Regions from separate parts of the Sus scrofa genome. Here all the other regions are linked to region 2. Evidence: chromatin contacts called from public HiChIP or PLAC-seq and promoter capture Hi-C data. All regions are on one chromosome and are shown on one strand. The core of a region is the stretch at or near the end of the contact, and the rest is flanking DNA. Distances in the headings are between cores, read along the strand shown. Region 1 holds the start of PBLD (phenazine biosynthesis-like domain-containing protein). Region 2 holds the start of SIRT1 (sirtuin 1). Region 3 holds the start of ATOH7 (protein atonal homolog 7).

Evidence for each region. Promoter capture Hi-C pulls out the DNA fragments that hold promoters and counts their contacts. HiChIP or PLAC-seq counts read pairs in DNA pulled down with a chosen protein or histone mark.
Region 1: an H3K27ac HiChIP or PLAC-seq map of skeletal muscle shows a contact between it and region 2. The contact joins the promoter of PBLD here to the promoter of SIRT1 in region 2. A contact is called at or near these places in 2 of 5 promoter capture datasets (fetal liver and fetal skeletal muscle) and 2 of 2 datasets of contacts at active chromatin or transcription factors (alveolar macrophages and skeletal muscle).
Region 3: a contact with region 2 is called in a promoter capture Hi-C map of fetal liver, with 2.7 times the contacts expected there. The contact joins the promoter of ATOH7 here to the promoter of SIRT1 in region 2. A contact is called at or near these places in 1 of 5 promoter capture datasets (fetal liver) and 1 of 2 datasets of contacts at active chromatin or transcription factors (skeletal muscle).

Annotation. Positions count from the first base shown.
Region 1 is chr14:71,486,283-71,489,139 of Sscrofa11.1, forward strand. PBLD (phenazine biosynthesis-like domain-containing protein) reads right to left here and starts at 1,260. Exons shown (of 10, transcript XM_021073523.1): 1 at 1,130-1,260. HNRNPH3 (heterogeneous nuclear ribonucleoprotein H3 (2H9)) reads left to right here and starts at 13. Exons shown (of 10, transcript NM_001243555.1): 1 at 13-171.
Region 2 is chr14:71,089,793-71,092,795 of Sscrofa11.1, forward strand. SIRT1 (sirtuin 1) reads left to right here and starts at 1,375. Exons shown (of 9, transcript NM_001145750.2): 1 at 1,375-1,801. The coding sequence starts at 1,390.
Region 3 is chr14:71,401,212-71,403,911 of Sscrofa11.1, forward strand. ATOH7 (protein atonal homolog 7) reads right to left here and starts at 1,268. Exons shown (of 1, transcript XM_005671039.3): 1 at 1-1,268. The coding sequence starts at 236.

The DNA of each region.
Region 1 (2,857 bases), core at 10-2,509, 400 kb after region 2:
AGTCGCTCTGCTGCGCAGCTCCCTCAGCGGTTGCCACCGCCGGAGACGGTTGGAAGAACCGTTGTGGGAGCGCTACACGAGGCAGGCGACTTCTCCTTCTCCACGACCGGGCCCCGCAAGCAGCGGAGTCGGCGCTACTGTCGCTCGACAGGGTATCTGAAGTAAAAGGGGGTAGGTTGGGATGGTGGTTTCGAGAGTGGAGTCGGGAGAAGGACGAAAGAGAAACTGGGAGGGGGTGGGGCGGGGCGAAGTGTGGAGGTCGCCGCTCGGAGGTGGCCAGGCTGCGCCCCCCCGGGCGATCTCTCACTTCGGGGGCGGCCTGCCGGGCGGGGGGGGGACTTACTCAGGGGGGATTTAGTGGACGAAGCCGAGGCCCGAAGTGGGGCTCATCACGCATTTCCCGTCTTTTCCCTGCTGGTTTGGCTTCCGCCATTTTGGGTACGGTGGCGCGGCCACCTGGGCTTCCCGCCCTTCTCCTCTCTTTCTGCTTCTTGCCCCTTAGCTTCCGAAAACTGATTTAGGAGTCCGGGGAGGGGGGCGGTGGTTAGAGCGCCTCGGAAGGGATGTGGGTGGGGAAGGAAGCGAGCTGGGAAAGGCTGGGCACTTGGGTGGGGGGAGGCTCAGGGCCTTCGGGCGCGCTCCGGTTGGAAATGGCGCCGGATGGGCCTGGCCTCCCACCGCGGCCTCCCTTCCTCCGCAGTCTCAGCTGGGCTACCTGGGCTGGCGGGACTGCGAGTGACTTCTGACGCAGATTCCCAAGATGAGAGAGGCTGGAGCTGGGGGAGGAAAGCCAATGGCGACGAAGGCGCTCAACTCCCAAACCCGGGACAAAGGAGGCAGACGGCCTCCTTTGTAATTCCGCCGCCGGGTGGCGAAGGTTTTTAAGCCAAGCTTTGCTGCCGAACGGGAAGGGGGGGAAGGGGCGTACTCTCCCTAGCTCTCTGGTCTCTAGGGCAGCTAGATAAAACGAAAAGCCTCCGGGGAGGAATAAAGGACGCTTAGCCGGCCCTTATATTCCAGGTTTGGAGCTTCGAAAAGAGTACGTACTCATTTTCCAAAGGGTTTTTTCCACTTAAACCGTATTGGGAGACTTTATGGGTAATTGTAAGCAGAAAAGCGGGTGACTTACCGAATAGGAATGTGCAGTGGGGCTTATTTCAAGCAGGTGAACCAAGATACGACTTTCTGAACCTTTGGGCGGGGGCGGGATGGTTTAGCAATGGTTTTGTGTAGTTTGGCGAATACTGTGTTAGAATTTAAGTAGGTGGTTTACTTTTGGGAAACAGTTGTTAAAAAACAACCAGTGATGGAAAAAATGTGTGTATAGGAATTGCGTTATCGGCTTTCACCAATCTCCAAGATTTTTATTTTGTGCAAAGATTGTTTTGGCATTAAGGCTGTGGAAATAAAATACTTCAAAATACAGTTAGGGTTTATTTTCTTTCGGTAGCTAAGCGAATTTTCTATTTGGCTTAGGACTATAGTAACATTTTGGCGAAGAAAATAACCCTACTCAACAGAAAAACAAACTGCAAGCCCAGTCATGTGGTGCTGTGATTTTTTTTTTTTTTTTTTCGGTCCTTAGAACATTGGAGAACTGGGTCTGTAATTTTCACTGAAAACTGTGCAAAGTAAAGGACAGGCAAGGCATGAGACTTCCAATAATGCATATGAATCTTTACAAGTGTGTTTATTTTTTCATCTTTAAAAATGAAAAAGATCTTCATGATGTTGAAGATGTTCTGTGTTTCTATGCACTTGTAAAGACATATAGCCCAGTTTCTTATAAAGTCTTGTGTGGTGTAACAGCTTCCCTGATTGGATTACCCTAGAAACCTTTTTTCCTGCCCTTCATCTGCATCATGATTTGGAAATGCATCTAAATTGCTTTTTATATTTTAAACAACTGTGTAGTTTTGGTATTCTTACTTTGTTAAACAAGTGATTGAACTGCAGTGGGTGGTAACTTTGTTCTAGAAAAGAAATCCGTTTAGACACCTCACCTCCAAGTAGTAGTGTGTGAGTCTATTTTTATTTAAAATTGAGCAAGCACAATGAAAAGGGAATGATTTCCATTTTATTTAAGCATTTCATCACCACTTCTGACCAAAATTTTGAAGTTACCTCTCATTTTTTAATTTTCTGGCCAAACCTGTGCCACAGCTGTGACACCACAGGATCCTTCTTAACCTGCTGACCAAGGAACTTTTTTAGAAGCATGGTTTAGGGTTGTTTATTAATGTATCAAACCCTTTATGTTATAAAGGAATTTTATCTCATTTGGCTTCTAAGATGTTTTTTCTTAACAGCTTTGAGATACAGTTCACAGATCGTTAACTTCATCCATTTAAAATCATACAGTAGTGGTCTTCTGTGACTGGTTTCTTTCACTTAGCCTAATGTTTAGGAAATTACATTAAAAATTTCATACAGAACTGACAAACTGTGTATTTCAGCTGCTGGTGTTTTGATTGATGCTAACACTAGAAATTTTTAAAGCAGAATTGCTGTGACACTTGTAAAGAAAGGTTGAGAAGGATTATCCTGAATAATTGGTAAACACTTTTTTTAGGTAGTTTCTGAGACAACTTTATTAAGGTATCAGAACAGATTGGTGTTTTTTTTTTTTTTTTTTTTTTATGCCTTCAGGTTTTGTCTTGGTTTGGTTTTGTAAATAGAATTCCAGGTTCTAATTTTGAGTTTTGAAGAGTTAGTAGAGTGTGGGTTACTTTGTTGTGTACTCATTCACATGGGATGGAGAGTCATTCTGAAGTAGTTTGTCTTCCAAATCTGCTTAACCTTTCCCCAAATTAAAATTGTGTTAACAGTTTGGTGTGTTCTTTATAGACTGTATTGT
Region 2 (3,003 bases), core at 125-2,624:
GAGGAAACATCTTAGATTGCTTTCTTAAGTTCAAACAAGTAATTGGCATGGTAGAGGCAGGACCCACTTTAAGCTTAAGGGCTGATTTATTGTAAATTCAGAGAGGTCCCTTCAGTGGCTAGAAACGCCATGCTGCAGAGGCAGATGCCTACCAAACTTGGCCATACTATAACACATCCTTAGTTAAGGTAGGCTATGAAGTCACAAGAGTTCTGGAATGTCAGGAAAAGTGGAAAGTAGAAGGCCTTCAAGTAGGGCAGGACTAATATTTTAGCTCTATTTAGCCCTCACTTTATATCCAGCAATCTTATGTAACTATTTTTTTTTCCCAGCCTGACCTGCTGCATGTGGAAGTTCTGGGGCCAGGGATTGACCCAAGCCGCTGCAGTAACAACGCTAGATCCCAAGACTGTGCCACAAGAGAACCCGCTACCTTAATTCTCAGCACAACTCTACCATTGCAGAGATTAGGACAGTGGGTGTAGAAAGGCTAAATAAATGGCTCAAGGTCAATCAGAAAGACCTCAAGTTCGAAACCAAACCGATGTTTATAAGGGCCAAGTCATGCTCAGTTCAGCTCTCCTCATGAGGCCCCACTTGGCCCAATATACTCATTTTGAAGCCCAGAAAAGATAAATCACACACATTTGGAGCTAAGTTGGGGCCTGAAATCGAACAGGCTGATCCCTACCCGGCCCCCCACCGTCAAACCTCTTTCTAGGGCAGATACATGCTTTTAATGGTCTAACAATGTATATCACCCTCTGAGTAATGGAGAGAGGGAGAAAAATAAACCGGCTAAGGAGAGAAGCAAGCAGAAAATAGGAGCTGAAGAGTACCCGCCAGAACGGTTTGAGGAGGGTGAAGAGTGAGGTGTGTGTCCTTTTGCCTCTACTCATACAGGTTAACAAAACAGACCCATCACCTAGCTTATTTGGCCAGCTTCATTCCCTATCGCCTTTCAGGAACTAAGTTTTAAGCCTTAACGTTAAGTCCAGAAAAGACTAAGTGAGGAGAGCAAGGTGTGCACTTTAGGCAGAAGTGGAAATTCGCAGTGCAAACCAAAACTTGAGCTAACCGGGCAGCAGTGATTTGAGGACAGCTTGAAAGAGAAGTTTGGCTGAGAGAAGCGCCTGCAGCGGAGGGGTGGGGCCACAGCACCCTGCAGCGTTTGCTCCTGGCCCCCACCGCCTCCGCTTGCCACGTGACCCGCCGTGTTGTGGTCCGGCCCGCGTGGGTGGCGGGAGCTGCGGGTGGGCGGGGGCGAGGAGGGGCGGGTCACGTGACGGGGTTTAAATCTCCCGCAGCCGGAGCCGCGGGGGCGCCAGTGCCGCGAGTCGAGCGGGAGCAGAGGAGGTGAGGGAGGAGGGCCAGAGAGGCAGTTGAAAGATGGCGGACGAGGCGGCGCTCGCCCTTCAGCCCGGCGGCTCCCCCTCGGCGGTGGCGGCTGAGAGGGAGGCCCCGTCGCCCCCCGCCGGGGAGCCGCTCCGCAAGAAACCGCGGAGAGACGGCCCGGGCGTCGGGCGGAGCCCGGGCGAGCCTGGTGGGGCGGCCTTGGAGCGTGAGCTGCCGGCGGCGGCGGGCGGCTGCCCGGCGGCGGCGGTGCTGTGGCGGGAGACCGCTGCGGGCGGGGAGCGGGAGGCCCAGGCGGCTGCGGCGGCAGGAGAAGGAAACAATGGGCCGGGCTTACAGGGCCTATCCCGGGAGGCGCCCCCGGCCGACGACTTCTACGACGACGACGACGACGACGAGGGCGAGGAGGAGGAAGAGGCGGCGGCAGCGGCGGCTATTGGGTACCGAGGTGCGCAGGGCGCGGGCGGCCGGGACTGCGCATCCCCCCGCCTCCTCTCGGGGCCCCTCCTGATGTGGGGTGGGGGAGTCTCGGGCAGGCTGGGGGCTCGTGGCTGGCTTTGTAGCGTCCCCCTCCCAACCAGGGCCCTCAGCTGCGCGCCTCCGCGGCTGCAGGCCTGGCTGCAGGAGCGGCCCGTCGACTCTATCCCTCCCTCGCCCTCTCCCCGCCCTCCTCCCCTCAGTCCCAGGCCCGCCCCGGCGGCCTTGCGCTTTGCGCAGCCGCGGGGCTGGCGAGCCTCGCAGTGGATTTTAAAATAAGTTTCTCTTTCCTCCTACTCTTTTAGCATATTGCTTTTGTTAAGTGTTTTTTGCTTCTCCGCCCTTTCTCCCCTCGCCCCGCACAGTTAAACCTGCAACTTTTGACTGTCCCTGATAACAACCATTTGCAGTTGACTTTGCAAACTGACACCTGTGCAATTTGTTGTTGTTTTTGAGGGCCTTTATTTATAAACTTGTTTTGAAATTTAAAAGAGTAAAGCTGTTTCTAAAGTCACAACCTGCAAAATTTGAAGAGCATAGCTGTTTCTACAGGCATCACTTTGGTGCAGTTAATAGAGGGCATAGGAGAGAAATAGGTTTTAGAATACTTTGTGTGAATAGTGTTTTTTCTCTAAATCATATTCTTATAGTGGTTTTTAGATTAAGTGTCTGTGTGTGTGTATGTAGCCCCGAAATACGAGTTGACGCTTTTCTGACCTACTAAAGCAGATACAGTATATGATGGTTGTATATGTCTCGTCATCTTTGAGTGTGTCATGTTTTCTAGCTGGATAGACGTGTTTTTATTAATCTTTTATTGGTAAATACAATCTGGGCCATTTGACCTGTGTAAAGCTTACGACGTGTGCATTAGGGACTGGAGTGGAAAAACGACCCCTGTTTTCAAGGAACAGTTTAATAGTGGGAATGAATAGTGCAAATATCTTAGTGTATGTTTAGTATTATGTATTATAAATGTATTTTTACATGTACATATATGCAAGTTGCCGTAGTTATATTTGCACCACCTTTGAATAAGTTTTTTGGAGTTTTTTGGCTGCACCTGCAGCATGTCGAAGTTCCTGGGCCAGGGATCCAACACTCCCCACTGCAGCGACAACTTGAGATCTTAACCCACTCCACCACAGCGGGAACTCCTGAATTCTATTATTT
Region 3 (2,700 bases), core at 18-2,517, 310 kb after region 2:
AGCTTTTTATCCTGGCCCCACTGGGGTACCACCCTGCGCAGGCGGTCGAAGGCCGTGTTGAGACCCTGCATGCGGCGGCGCTCGCGCGCGTTGGCCGCTAGGCGCCTGCGCGCCGCACTCTCCAGCCGCCCAGCCCCTGCGCACGTGCCCGCGCATTCGGCTGCGCCACCCGTGCACGGGGGCGCGGCACGCGCTCCCGCCGCCGCCGGGGGATTGCAGGGTTTGCACGACTTCATTCCCCGCCGGAAGGAGGGAGGCGCAGATCTCACTTGTCAGCTCAGGACCTGCGTGTGGGTTGGTGTATGCAGTCGCTCCGCAACTTGGTTCCTCTTAACAAATAAGTCATGCAAAAAGCAGCCCGCGTGGAATCTAAGTCTGCAGTGGGGAGTGCGGGGCTCCGCCCTTTGTCCTACTGGATAGCCAGACTGATGTCTTCACTTGCCAAAATTTAGGGGAAATTGGGATGCTGAAGAGAAGTCATTTTCCCAACATGAAACTGATGTGAGAAGGGAACCTTCTTGCAGCAGAATTGGTGTGGCTGATTCGCGGAAGGTCTCTCAAGTCCTCCGGGAAAGCCCAAGACTTCTTTTCCGGAAGACGAAATCTTTCCCGAAGCTTAGATAGGAAAGGAGCGCCTCTTCCGCAGTAGTTGTCGGAAAAGTGCCGGGTGAATCTTTGAAGGAGAATTTATAGCAGAAGGCTGAAGGAGGGAACAGGTGGTGGCAGGTGGGCGGGCGTCCCTCGGCTTCCATCTCAGCACCTTCCTACCCTGGGAACTGCAGGGGGGGAAAGGGGGACGACGCACAGCAAAATCCTGACATTACAGCCTTCGTCTGTTGGAAGTTTCTCCAAAGCTATGTCCTACACTAACACACCATCTGGAGTGGTCTGGCTGTCCCCAAGAGAATAACAAGGTGGGGGTGGGGAAGGGCTTGGTCTTTCTTTTCCCATATCAGCAGGCAGCATACATATCAAAAACTGAACCAAAGTTTTAAAATTATTAGAAATCACTTGTGTCAATATGTTGGTTTTAGATTAAGATATGTAGAAGCTTAGTGGTACAAGATTCGCTTTTCAAGATGTGACAATTTTGCATAAGGCCGACTGAATACATGCATTTGATTTTAGCTATTAAGTTGGGACAAATTAGCAGATCCTAGTATTATTTCAGACCTAAGATTTTACTGTGCAAATAATTTGGCTGTTTTCTGCAGAATATTATAGCATATCAAAAGATATTAATGTACTCACAAATGTAGAAAGCAAACTTACAGTTACCAAAGGGGTGGGGAGGGGGCCAAATTAGGAGTTTGGGGTTAACATATATGCACTACTATATATAAAATAGATGGACAAGAACCTACTATATAGCACAGGGAACTATATTCAATATCTTGTAATAACCTATAATGGAAAAGAATCTGAAAAAAATATAAATGTAAGTATGCATAACTGAATCACTCTGCTATACAACTGAAACTAATACAACTTTTTAAATTAACTATACTTCAATTAAAATGGTTAAAATAAAAAAGATATTAATGTTATGTAAAAATGTATATTATACAATATATTAGATTGCATGAGTTTGTATACTTCGGTAGATTCAGAATCTATGCCCCATTTCTCCGGACGCATATTTATAAATGTTTTCAGGACACAGATTGAGATGATAATCAATTATTTAATTTGACTTTTACATCTAATAAAACTAATTATAATGCAAATATATGTGTGAAAGTGAAGCATCTAAGTGATTTGTGAGGTTTTAAAAAATAATTCCTAATGGAAGATTTTTTTTTCCCCACCTCATAAAGCTATAAATATTTCATACTACTTGGAACTTGTGTCAACTGTCCTTAGGAATAATACTGAAGCATGATTTCCACTATTGATAGTGAAATGATTTATATATAGATAAGCCATTAAGTTGATTCTCTTATCTCAGCCTCTTTCTACTTCTTTAGAAGAGTAAAGTAGCAAGGAAACCAGCTCAAATAGATTCAAGCCAGAATCATTTCTGAATTCTTTGGGAAGACCAAGTATGTTCTTTCCCCTCTTGAAATATGGATTATGTTGGCATTATTCCCAAATATTTTTGTATAATTAAATTATCAACAAGCTCCCACAAATCAGTTTTTTAATAATCAATGAATTTTATTAAATTTATAACTGTACAACCATCATCACAACCCAAATTTAGAACATTTCCATCCCAAACCCCTAGTCCACCCCTCCGTCCCCAACACCTGTCCCCTTTGGTAATCATAAATTTTCTAGTCTGTGATTCTTTTTCTCTTCTGCAAATAAGTTCATTTGTATTCTTTTTTAAGATTCCTTTTAACTGTGTCTTGCTTCCCTTGCCATTGCTTTAGACCAAAACCCTATTGTGACTGCCCTGACTCCAAGTCCTGTCTTCCCATAAATAGTTGATTAATCCCCAGCTGAAGCAATGACAATGAAATGAAGTTGAGTAACATGAAGACAATAGAATGCAATTGAACATTAATGATCTCCAGCATGACAGATGTTGAACACAGAATTTTGCATGGAGCCACTCAGCTCTATTACTCTGATTCTTAACAGTCTTGGTCAGGAACAGCAGTCCTGTGACAGGAGGATGTTTGATGACTATGTTTAGTCATCAGAATGTCAAATACTTTTTTTTGAGTTTTCATGGAAATCGGGTCTACCAATGCT